Regions from separate parts of the Sus scrofa genome. Here region 1 is linked to region 2. The links are chromatin contacts, called in public HiChIP or PLAC-seq maps. All regions are on one chromosome and are shown on one strand. The core of a region is the stretch at or near the end of the contact, and the rest is flanking DNA. Distances in the headings are between cores, read along the strand shown.

Evidence for each region. HiChIP or PLAC-seq counts read pairs in DNA pulled down with a chosen protein or histone mark.
Region 1: a contact with region 2 is called in an H3K27ac HiChIP or PLAC-seq map of alveolar macrophages. The contact joins two enhancer-like sites. A contact is called at or near these places in 2 of 5 promoter capture datasets (fetal liver and liver), 1 of 47 Hi-C or Micro-C datasets (embryonic fibroblasts) and 1 of 2 datasets of contacts at active chromatin or transcription factors (alveolar macrophages).

Annotation. Positions count from the first base shown.
Region 1 is chr15:77,553,852-77,558,347 of Sscrofa11.1, reverse strand. The region is part of intron 1 of METTL8 (methyltransferase-like protein 8); the gene reads left to right. Among named protein-coding and RNA genes, the nearest start is that of METTL8, 8.4 kb to the left of the region's middle. Within about 2 kb of position 1,572, at least 2 of the 83 cell types and tissues checked have an H3K27ac peak or open chromatin away from gene starts, as enhancers often do. A contact at or near this core is called in alveolar macrophages, where this site is marked.
Region 2 is chr15:77,183,916-77,188,710 of Sscrofa11.1, reverse strand. It overlaps TLK1 (serine/threonine-protein kinase tousled-like 1), which reads left to right. Exons shown (of 21, transcript XM_001927890.6): 14 at 385-466; 15 at 4,702-4,793. Among named protein-coding and RNA genes, the nearest start is that of GORASP2, 87 kb to the right of the region's middle. Within about 2 kb of position 2,525, at least 8 of the 83 cell types and tissues checked have an H3K27ac peak or open chromatin away from gene starts, as enhancers often do. A contact at or near this core is called in alveolar macrophages, where this site is marked.

The sequences.
Region 1 (4,496 bases), core at 323-2,822, 370 kb before region 2:
TTTCTCAGAAGATGGCGCTAAGGGCGAGCGATATTTTATAATTTTTTTCTTAATGCATTGCATATTTTACAACTCCCTAAGTAAATTATATTTTTGGTCAGTGTTGTAAATGATAATATTTTAAATTAGATTTTTCTAAGTATATTTTGCTGTATATAAACATGTAATTGTCTTTGTTTATTGATCTTTTGGTTAGCAATGTTACCAAACTTTAATAGCAATAGTTGTCATTTGTAAGATTTGGGGGATTTTTCTATATAAATAATTATGTCCTCAGGAAACTGACGGTTTTGTTACTTTCTTCTCTCTGGAGCTCCCGTCCTGGCTCAGTGGTTAACGAAATCGACAAGTAACCATGAGGTTGCGGTTGGATCTCTGGCCTCACTCAGTGGGTTAAGGAACCGGCATTGCCACGAGCTGTGGTGCAGATCGCAGACACAGCTTGGATCCTGCATTGCTGTGGCTGTGGCGTGGGCGGGTAGCTGTAGCTCCGATTGGACCCCTAGCCTGGGAACTCCATATGCCTCGGGGGCCACCCCCCAAAAAAAAAAAAAAAAGGACTAAAGTCAATTCTTTTACCTTTTTTTCTCTTTCTTTTCTTACTACACTGGCCAGGACCTCCATGCAGTGTTGAATAGAATCAGTGATAGTGGACATCCTTGTGTTATTTATGTTTATAAATGGAATACTTCTAATACTTCACCATTAAGGATGATATTGTAGGTTTTTGGTAGCTACCTTTCATCAGGTTAATGAATTCCTTTTTCACTTTATATTTGCTAAAAGTTTTGTTCTTTTTTTTTTTTTTTTTTTTTTTTGCTTTTTAGGGCTGCACCTGCAGCACTTGGAGGTTCCTGGGTTTGGGGGTCGCTTTGGAGCTGTAGCCTCTGGCCTATGCCATAGCCAAAGCAACGCCAGATCTGAGTCGCTTCTGTGACTTACACTACAGCTCACGGCAACGCTGGATCCTTAACCCACTGAGAGAGGCCAGGGATTGAATCGCGTCTTCATGGATGCTAGTCAGATTTGTTTCTGCTGAGCCATGACGGGAACTCCTTGTTCATTTTATTTTCAGTCATGAATGGGTGTTGAATTTTATCAAATACTTTGTAACTTCTGAGATGACGTAATTTTTTTCTTGTCTGATAATGTGGTAATTACATAAATATATTTTCTGATGTTAAATGAAGCTTGAATTTATTTAAATACATTTTTGTGTTTTGTTTTTTTTAATCCACTGTGGGATTTGGACAACTGGTGGCTTCATTGCTCTCTCAGCTCTTTGTATCTTTGGTCTCTGAGTTCTTTTGGTCTCTGAGGATTTCTCTTTCTTGCTGGTTCACTGATGTTTTTAACAAGATATACTTTTCTAATGTATTTGTCCAGCCTTTTGGGAATAATTTATAGCAGAAAGTTTTTGGGGTATCAGGTTCACCAAATTACTAGACTAGAATTCCACTTCCTCATATTTTTAGTGTAAAAGCTTCCATTAATGCAACATATGATCACTTACCACCATTTCTGTCTTATCCTTGTCTCTGTATACAACCATGATCCTTCCTGTTGAAAACAAGGAAGTAAAGTTGTGTAATTGAAAGAGCATCACAGGGAGTTCCCGTCGTGGTGCAGTGGTTAACGAATCCGACTAGGAACCATGAGGTTGCGGGTTCAGTCTCTGCCCTTGCTCAGTGGGTTAACGATCCGGCGTTGCCGTGAGCTGTGGTGTAGGTCGCAGACGCGGCTGGGATCCCGCGTTGCTGTGGCTCTGGTGTAGGCTGGAAGCTACAGCTCCGATTAGACCCCTAGCCTGGGAACCTCCATATGCCGCAGGAGCGCCCAAAGAAATAGCAAAAAGCCAAAAAAAAAAGGGGGGGGGGAAGCTTTATCTAAAGAAGAAAAGTATTTGCTACTTCCAATGCACTGGCCAAAGAATAACTCACCAAACACCATGAAAAACTATGGTCACACAGAATCACAAAAAGAAAATGACAATTCTCCAGAAACAAAAGTTAAACTCATGAAAGATTGTGATCTGATAGAGAATTCAAAATAGATGCCATAAATAAATTCAGCGAGTTACCAAAAAAAAAAAAAAAAAAGAAAAAAGAAAGAGCATCACAGCAGGATCTAAAGGCACAAGTTGTAGCACCAACAGCATCACTTAGTAAGATCTTGACCAAGCCATTTACTCTTTCTGAGTCTCATTCAATCATCTGCTAAGTGGAAACAGAACTGGATTGAGAATCACATGAATTTATAAAGTTGTAGAGAATTTGGGGAGGAGAGAGAGTTGATTAGGTAGCACACAGAATTTTTCTTTTTAGGGTGGAGAAAATGATTCTGTATGATATAATGGTGGATGCATTAACACTGTGCATTTATTAAAACCTGTATAGCTTTTACAGCACAAAAGTAAACCTTAATGTATACAAAATTTAAAAAACAAGGGCAGTTCTATTCTATTCCAGGATAGAATGCATGCTATAACCAAAGAATCTAGCCTTATTACAAATGTATGTGGTAGCCTCAGTGAAAGAGGCCAAGGAAAAAGTGCTGACGTTAAGTAACTTTGAAATTGACACTGTAAAACTAAAGGCAGTAGGAGAACTATGCATAAGCACTGTACTCTAGTTGATAAAAGTTTCCCAGAGGGGTATGGGTTAACAATTCTGAAATTATCACACATGTGTCTGGAATTGAACAATTAATAACTGATGGTGGACGATGGGAACCAGGTTTTTTACTGGTGGAGTAGGAGGTTATATACAAGAGGAGAAGCCTAGAAGGATCCATGTGATAATGGATTAGAGTTGGCGACATTAGTATAAACTCTAGTTTAGCTTACTGTGGATTTAGATGGATACATATGAGAAGATTTACAGATGAAGATATTTGTATATATACACAGTTTAGTATACACATATATATTTACTTGCTTTGTCGGTCGAGAGGGCCTAGAAGCAATAACAGCCTAGTAGCAAGGGGCACACCCAGCATCCAGACCATTTCCAATAAAAGGAACAAACACATTTAGAGAAATGGCTGATTCTAGGACTGGGTCAAGGAATATACAAGAGCCTGCAACATCTCGTAGTGCCAGAAAGTAGGGAAGTGCCTCAAAATACAATGATAAGAGGGTGGCAAAAGGATATAGGAGCCAAGTGAAAGAGCCCTTGATGGCCAAAGCAGGAATAGTTTGAACAACAAAATTAAGTAGTTTTAGGTTGTAGCACAAAGTTTAAAATAAATATCTGTGCATCCATACTGATATAAAGAAATGAAATAAATGAGGGAGAAGAAACAAATCTCCCGGGCGAAAGAATTCCAAATGATTTTAAAAGGTGAAACAGGCAGTTCCCTTGTGGTGCAGCAGGTTAAGGATCCAGCGTTGCAGCAGCTGTGGTGTAGGTCACAACTGCAGCATGGGTTTCATCCCTGGCCCAGGAACTTCCACATGCCTTGTGCAGCCAAAAAAAAAAAAGGTGGAACATAATTCCTCCCTCCTTAAGTGTTGGCTGTGTGTAGTCACTTCTTGCCGAGGTAGACACTGTGTGGGAGTCGGGGGAGATTACAGTGGAGAAACCTGTCAGTCCCTACCTCAGCCAGTTTATCAGATTAACATCAACAGTGATAAGTCATGTGTCTCTCATGTACCCTTGATATGATGTGGTAAGAATGGCACTTTACCTCTGTGGTTTTCCTCCCTAAAACCCATAACCCCAGTCTAACATGAGAAGAACATCTCATAAATATTGATAAATAACTTATCTAAAGATCAGTACTTCTTGAAACTGTCAAGATCTTCAAAAACAAAGAAAGTTTGAGAAACTGTTAGAGCCAAGCATGCTCCTAAGGAGACCCAATGACGAGATATAATGTGTCCTAGACAGAATCCTGGAAGAGAAAAAGGACATTGGGGGGGGGGGAGGAAATCTGATAAAGTGTGGGTTTAAGTTTATAATAATTTGTTAATATTGACTTATTAATTGTAGCAAGTACACCATGGAATGTAAGATTTTAATAGTAGGGGAAACTGTCAGACTATGGGAGTTCTCTGTACTACCTGCAACTTTTCTGTAAATCTAAAACCATTCTAGAACTAAAAGTTTACTTTAAAAATGCAGCAGGGGTGTTCCCTTGTGCAGTCGGTTAAGAATCCAACATTGTTGCTGCAGCAGCTCAGGTCACTGCTGTGGTGCAGGTTCCATCCCTGCCTGGGAATTTTCACATACCATGGGCATGGCCAAAAAAAAAAAAAAGCAAAAGGAATATGGTAGATACCACTGTATAGAGGCAGCGTAGCTTTAGTGGTTAAGAAGATGAACCAGGAGTTCCCGTCATGGCGCAGTGGTTAACGAATCCGACTAGGAACCATGAGGTTGTGGGTTCGGTCCCTGCCCTTGCTCAGTGGGTTAACGATCTGGCGTTGCCGTGAGCTGTGGTGTAGGTTGCAGACGCGGCTCGGATCCTGCGTTGCTGTGGCTCTGGCGTAGGCT
Region 2 (4,795 bases), core at 1,276-3,775:
TCATGTGTCAGTGCTGTAAAATTTCATTAACCATAACTTCCTAAATAAAAGTTTATTTTTCCAAGGGAAGTAATTCCTGTTGAATAGATACAGGATTTCATAAAACTCTTAGTAATGTAGTAGTTGGCAGGTTGTTATCACAGTGTTATAATTGGACATTGAATCTGAATATTCAGATAGAAATGTTAAGCTCTTTGAACACCAAAGCATCAGGATGGGTGATAGTCATGCAGGTAGAGAAAGAAAAGAAGTATGGAATGGGATTCAAAATTAGCAGAGTAGCTGAAAAAGAAATAGGCATAGAATAAGAGTGTAACTTTATTGTGGAAGGAACCTTTTTATGTGTGTTTTCATGTGCCTGAGTGTTTTTTTCCCACCTTTAAGGTTCAAGGATCATCCAACATTAAATGAAAGATATTTATTACTTCATCTGCTTGGTAGAGGTGGCTTTAGTGAAGTGTATAAGGTAATGTACATTTTTTTTTCTGTTTTTCATATTAATATAGCAAGGATATAGGAGTAGGTAGTTAGGAAGTACATGTCTTTTATTGATTTTATGATTTTTTTGACTGGTTTTGTGTCCTCTCATTACAAAAAAGAGTCTGTGGTGGCCTATGTTGTCTTATCAGGAGTCTAAGAACTATCCTTACATCTTCCTTTGCACTCCCTCCAATATTTGGTACCTGGTTACCACTAGCCAGTCTGATGCAAATAATAACAGCCATTAGATTCAAGCTAGGCAGGTGGCCATTCAATTTAGTAAATTTATGGAAAGGTTGTACCTCTTAATTTAAACACGAGTCACAAGTCTTATATGTCCTGAATTTATCCAGATTACTACCTATTTTAAGGCTGGTGTTTCTCAAATGTATAGATGTAGAAATTTTTACTCATATGTATAATACTTTATACTTTTTTTTTTACTTTATATTATCTTTCTGCCCAACCTTTAAATGTTGTAGTTCCTCCAGGTCTCTTGTCATTTGTATTCTCCTTTTCAAATGTATTCCCCTCCCATTCACTAAGTTATTGTCTATTTGATTTCAGATATAGATACATAGATATCTACCCCACACTTTCCTTCTGAGCCCCATACCTTTGGTTTACATAATTTAGTCTGTTCACCTCACGTGGACGCTTCACAAGCACTGCAAACCCATGTCTGAAATAGAAGTTATCTTCTTCTTCTCCAAACCTCTTTTTCTCCAAACACTGCTCCCTACTTTAATATACAGCACTGCCATTTATCTGCCCATTTCCTCAACTGAAAAGCATAAAAGCCATCCGTCCTTCTTTTCACCTTTCCTTTAACTCCCTTCCAGCATCTAACCAGTTCCTGATGCCTGCTGTCATAATGTCACATTAAGCTCTCCTAAAGCTAGCAATGACTCTTCTCCTCTCTCTTAGTCGATGACCTCATTGTCTCTTGTTTGCATTGCTGCCTGACTCTTAGCTGATCACCTTTCTGGGCATTGAGTTTCTCCAGTTCATTTGTGCATGCTGCAGTTAGAGTGGCCTTGTTAAAAAATGCAGTCTGATCATCTCACTCCCCTGCTTATAAGCCCCAGTAACTTCCCATTTGCTCTTAGTTAGGATGAAGTCATAATGAAGGTCATAGTCTCACCTTAAACTCCAATTCCTATAGAGGGCTTCCCTGTTAGCTGGCTTTTATAAGCTTCTTGTAAACTTTGTGCTTCATTATGTATTGGTATAGTCAGTGGTTAAGACCTTGGGTTCTCGGAGTTCCTGTTGTGTCTCAGCAGGTCCCCTGGCCTGGGAACTTCCATATGCCAATGGTGAGGCCTTTAAAAAAAGAAAAAGAGAAAAAAGACCTTGGGTACCAACATCAAATGCTAGCTAGCACTTACATGTGGAATCTAAAAAAAGGACGCAGTAAACTTCTTTGCAGAACCGATACTGACTCACAGACTGAAAAACTATGGTTTCCAAATGAGACAGGTTGGGGGGATGCACTGAGGGTTTGGGATGGAAATGCTATAAAATTTTGTTGTGATGATTGTTGTACAACTATAAATGTAATAAAATTCATTGAGAAATAAATGAATAGATAGCAAAAAAGGAAAAAACCTTGGGATTTGAACCCAGGCAGGCTAGGTTTGGATCCTGGCTAATTCTACTATTTATTACCTATGTGAATGTGGGCTTATTGCTTACTGTCCTTTACCTACCTCCCTGTCTTCATCTGGGAGTAATAACAGTATCCACATCATAAGATCACTGTAATGATAAACAAACTATCACAGGTAAATCACATAGAACATCGGTGTTGAGTAAATGTTAAGCTCACCAGATTATTATTAGAAGGAGACAACCTGTATCTCATTCTGACTCTGGAGGAAATTAAGTTATTTGGATTCAGAGAACTTCACTTCTGATCTTGGCTCAACCATAAACTATGTTTGGTTTGGTTTTGGTTTTGGTTTTGGTTTTACTTGGACAAGCATTAAGCATCACCCAATCAAGAGCGACCTGTGAGCTCTCTTCTAGTTCCTTTTTTTCTTGACTCTAATTAGAGTTCATCATCAAGCACTTAAGTTGTCTTACCCAGGCCACAAGGTAGAAAAGAAGATCACAATAGTTTATCACCAAAAGTACAGCTAGCTAGCACTAGCTCAGCCTAAAAGGTGCCTAGCTTCTGAGCTTACTAATAGCTTTCGTGATAGCCTTCTGCCACCGCCTGATAGTATGTCCACTGTTTTGAAGAAAAAGCTTTTATAGAAATAAGAAAATGCAGGTTGTGGGGGAGGCTACTGATTTAAGCCCTCAGAACTGACTTAAATTTACTAATGACAGCTCCCTCCAACCCCTTCAGAGCCCTTTCATGGTTGGCAGGTCCAGAGGGAAACCGGCAGTTTTAAATCAATCCAAGTTGGAAAGTGTTGAATTAGTTGTTCAGTGATTACCATCTTAGCTTTATGGGAGGATATACTTTATTCTCCTAATCTTAGGAGAAAAGTGTGTCATACAATTATTATAATCAATATGCACTGATGATAATTTTATTAGTACTAAGGATTTATTTACTTATTTTTGCTTTTTAGGGCAGCTCTGCGGCATATGGCAGTTCCCAGGCTAGGGGTCAAATCGGAGCTGTAGCCGCCAGCCTATACCAAAGCCACAGCAACGTGGGATCCGAGCCGCATCTGCAACCTACAACCACAGCTCATGGCAATGCCGGATCCTTAACCCTCTGAGTGAGGCCAGGGATCAAACCCGCAACCTCATGGTTCCTAGTCGGAGGCGTTAACCACTGAGCCAGGAAGGGAACTCCAGTACTAAGAATTTATGAATGCCTTTGAGTTTCATAAAAGGCTTTTTGCTTTCTCTCACATGAGCTTCTTTTTTTGATTTTTTCTTTCTTAAAACTCAGCTTTCAATAATGTAATTAGCTCATGTTTATTGGTTATTTACTATGAGTCATATATTATTTTAAACACTTTACATGTTTCATCCCATTTCATTCTCAACAACGCAAACTTCATGAGACTGATGCTGAGAGAGGTTATTAGCACAAAGTCATGCAGCTAATAGACTCCAGAGTGAATATTCTTAATTACTGCATCTTATGTTATTTTTATAATTTTGTGACAAGCAGTTTACCCTATTGTTTATTTCAAGGTTAAATTGATATGGGGAGTGGGGTCTAGGAACCTTCTTCCTAGTAAATATATAAGCTTTCAAGTGTTTTCTTAAAGGAGCACCTTTGTATTTGTCATGGTGGAACCTAAATTATTACATCTCTCTCTGATGATATTCAGAGTTTGTTTTTTTTAAGACATTTATAAGTCACCTCTAAAGATTTCTTTTATTTAAGAAATAGGCTTCTAATTTAAACAAACCAGTGTAAAACCTTTTTTTGAGACAAGATTAAGGAATTACTACTGATGTAGTTAGGTATGATAATTATATATGGTTAATAGTTATGGTTATGTTTGAACAATTTTATAATAAAAGTTTAGAATTTTTGAAAACAGTTGCAGAATTGTTAGGAACTTGTTAATTTTCAAACAAGTCAGGGTGGGGAGTGGAGTTGCTGGAAAAGATAAGAGGAAAAGATTTTTCTTTATCCAACCCACCAAAAAAGCATTACACTTGGCTGCTTACTGCTGCTGTCAGTATAGAGGAGCAGGTCCATATTTAAAACAAAGAGGGAGTTCCTATTGTGACTCAGCAGTAATGAACCCAACTAGGATCTGTGAGGATTTGGATTCAGTCTCTGGCCTTGCTCAGTGAGTTAAGGATCCAGCATTGCTGTGAGCTGTGGTGTAGGTCACAGACACAGCTCGGATCCCATGTTGCTGTGGTTCTGGTCAGGCTGGCAGCTAGCGTGGGAACCTTTATCTGCCAATTTAATCCTAAAGAAAAAAGCACAAAAACAAATAGCTTTCGGAGTTACAACTTGGTGCAGTGGACCTGGTGCAGTGGATTAAGAATCTGGTATTGCCGTAGCTTTGGCGTAGCTGCGCCTCAAATTTGATCCCTGGCCCAGGAACTTTCATAGGTTGTGGGTACAGCCAAAAAATAAAAATAAGAAAAAAGCTGTTTTGTTTTATCTTGATTTAGTATACTGGCATTTATAAAACTTGAATGTGGAAATTCATATTAAAATTTTCTCTGATTTAGCACCATGGAGTATCAGTTAGATATGTGATCTTAACCCTTCTATTCCTTGAATCCTAGGCTTTTGACCTTTATGAACAACGATATGCTGCTGTGAAGATCCATCAGCTTAATAAAAGCTGGAGGGATGAGAAGAAGGAAAACTACCACAAGT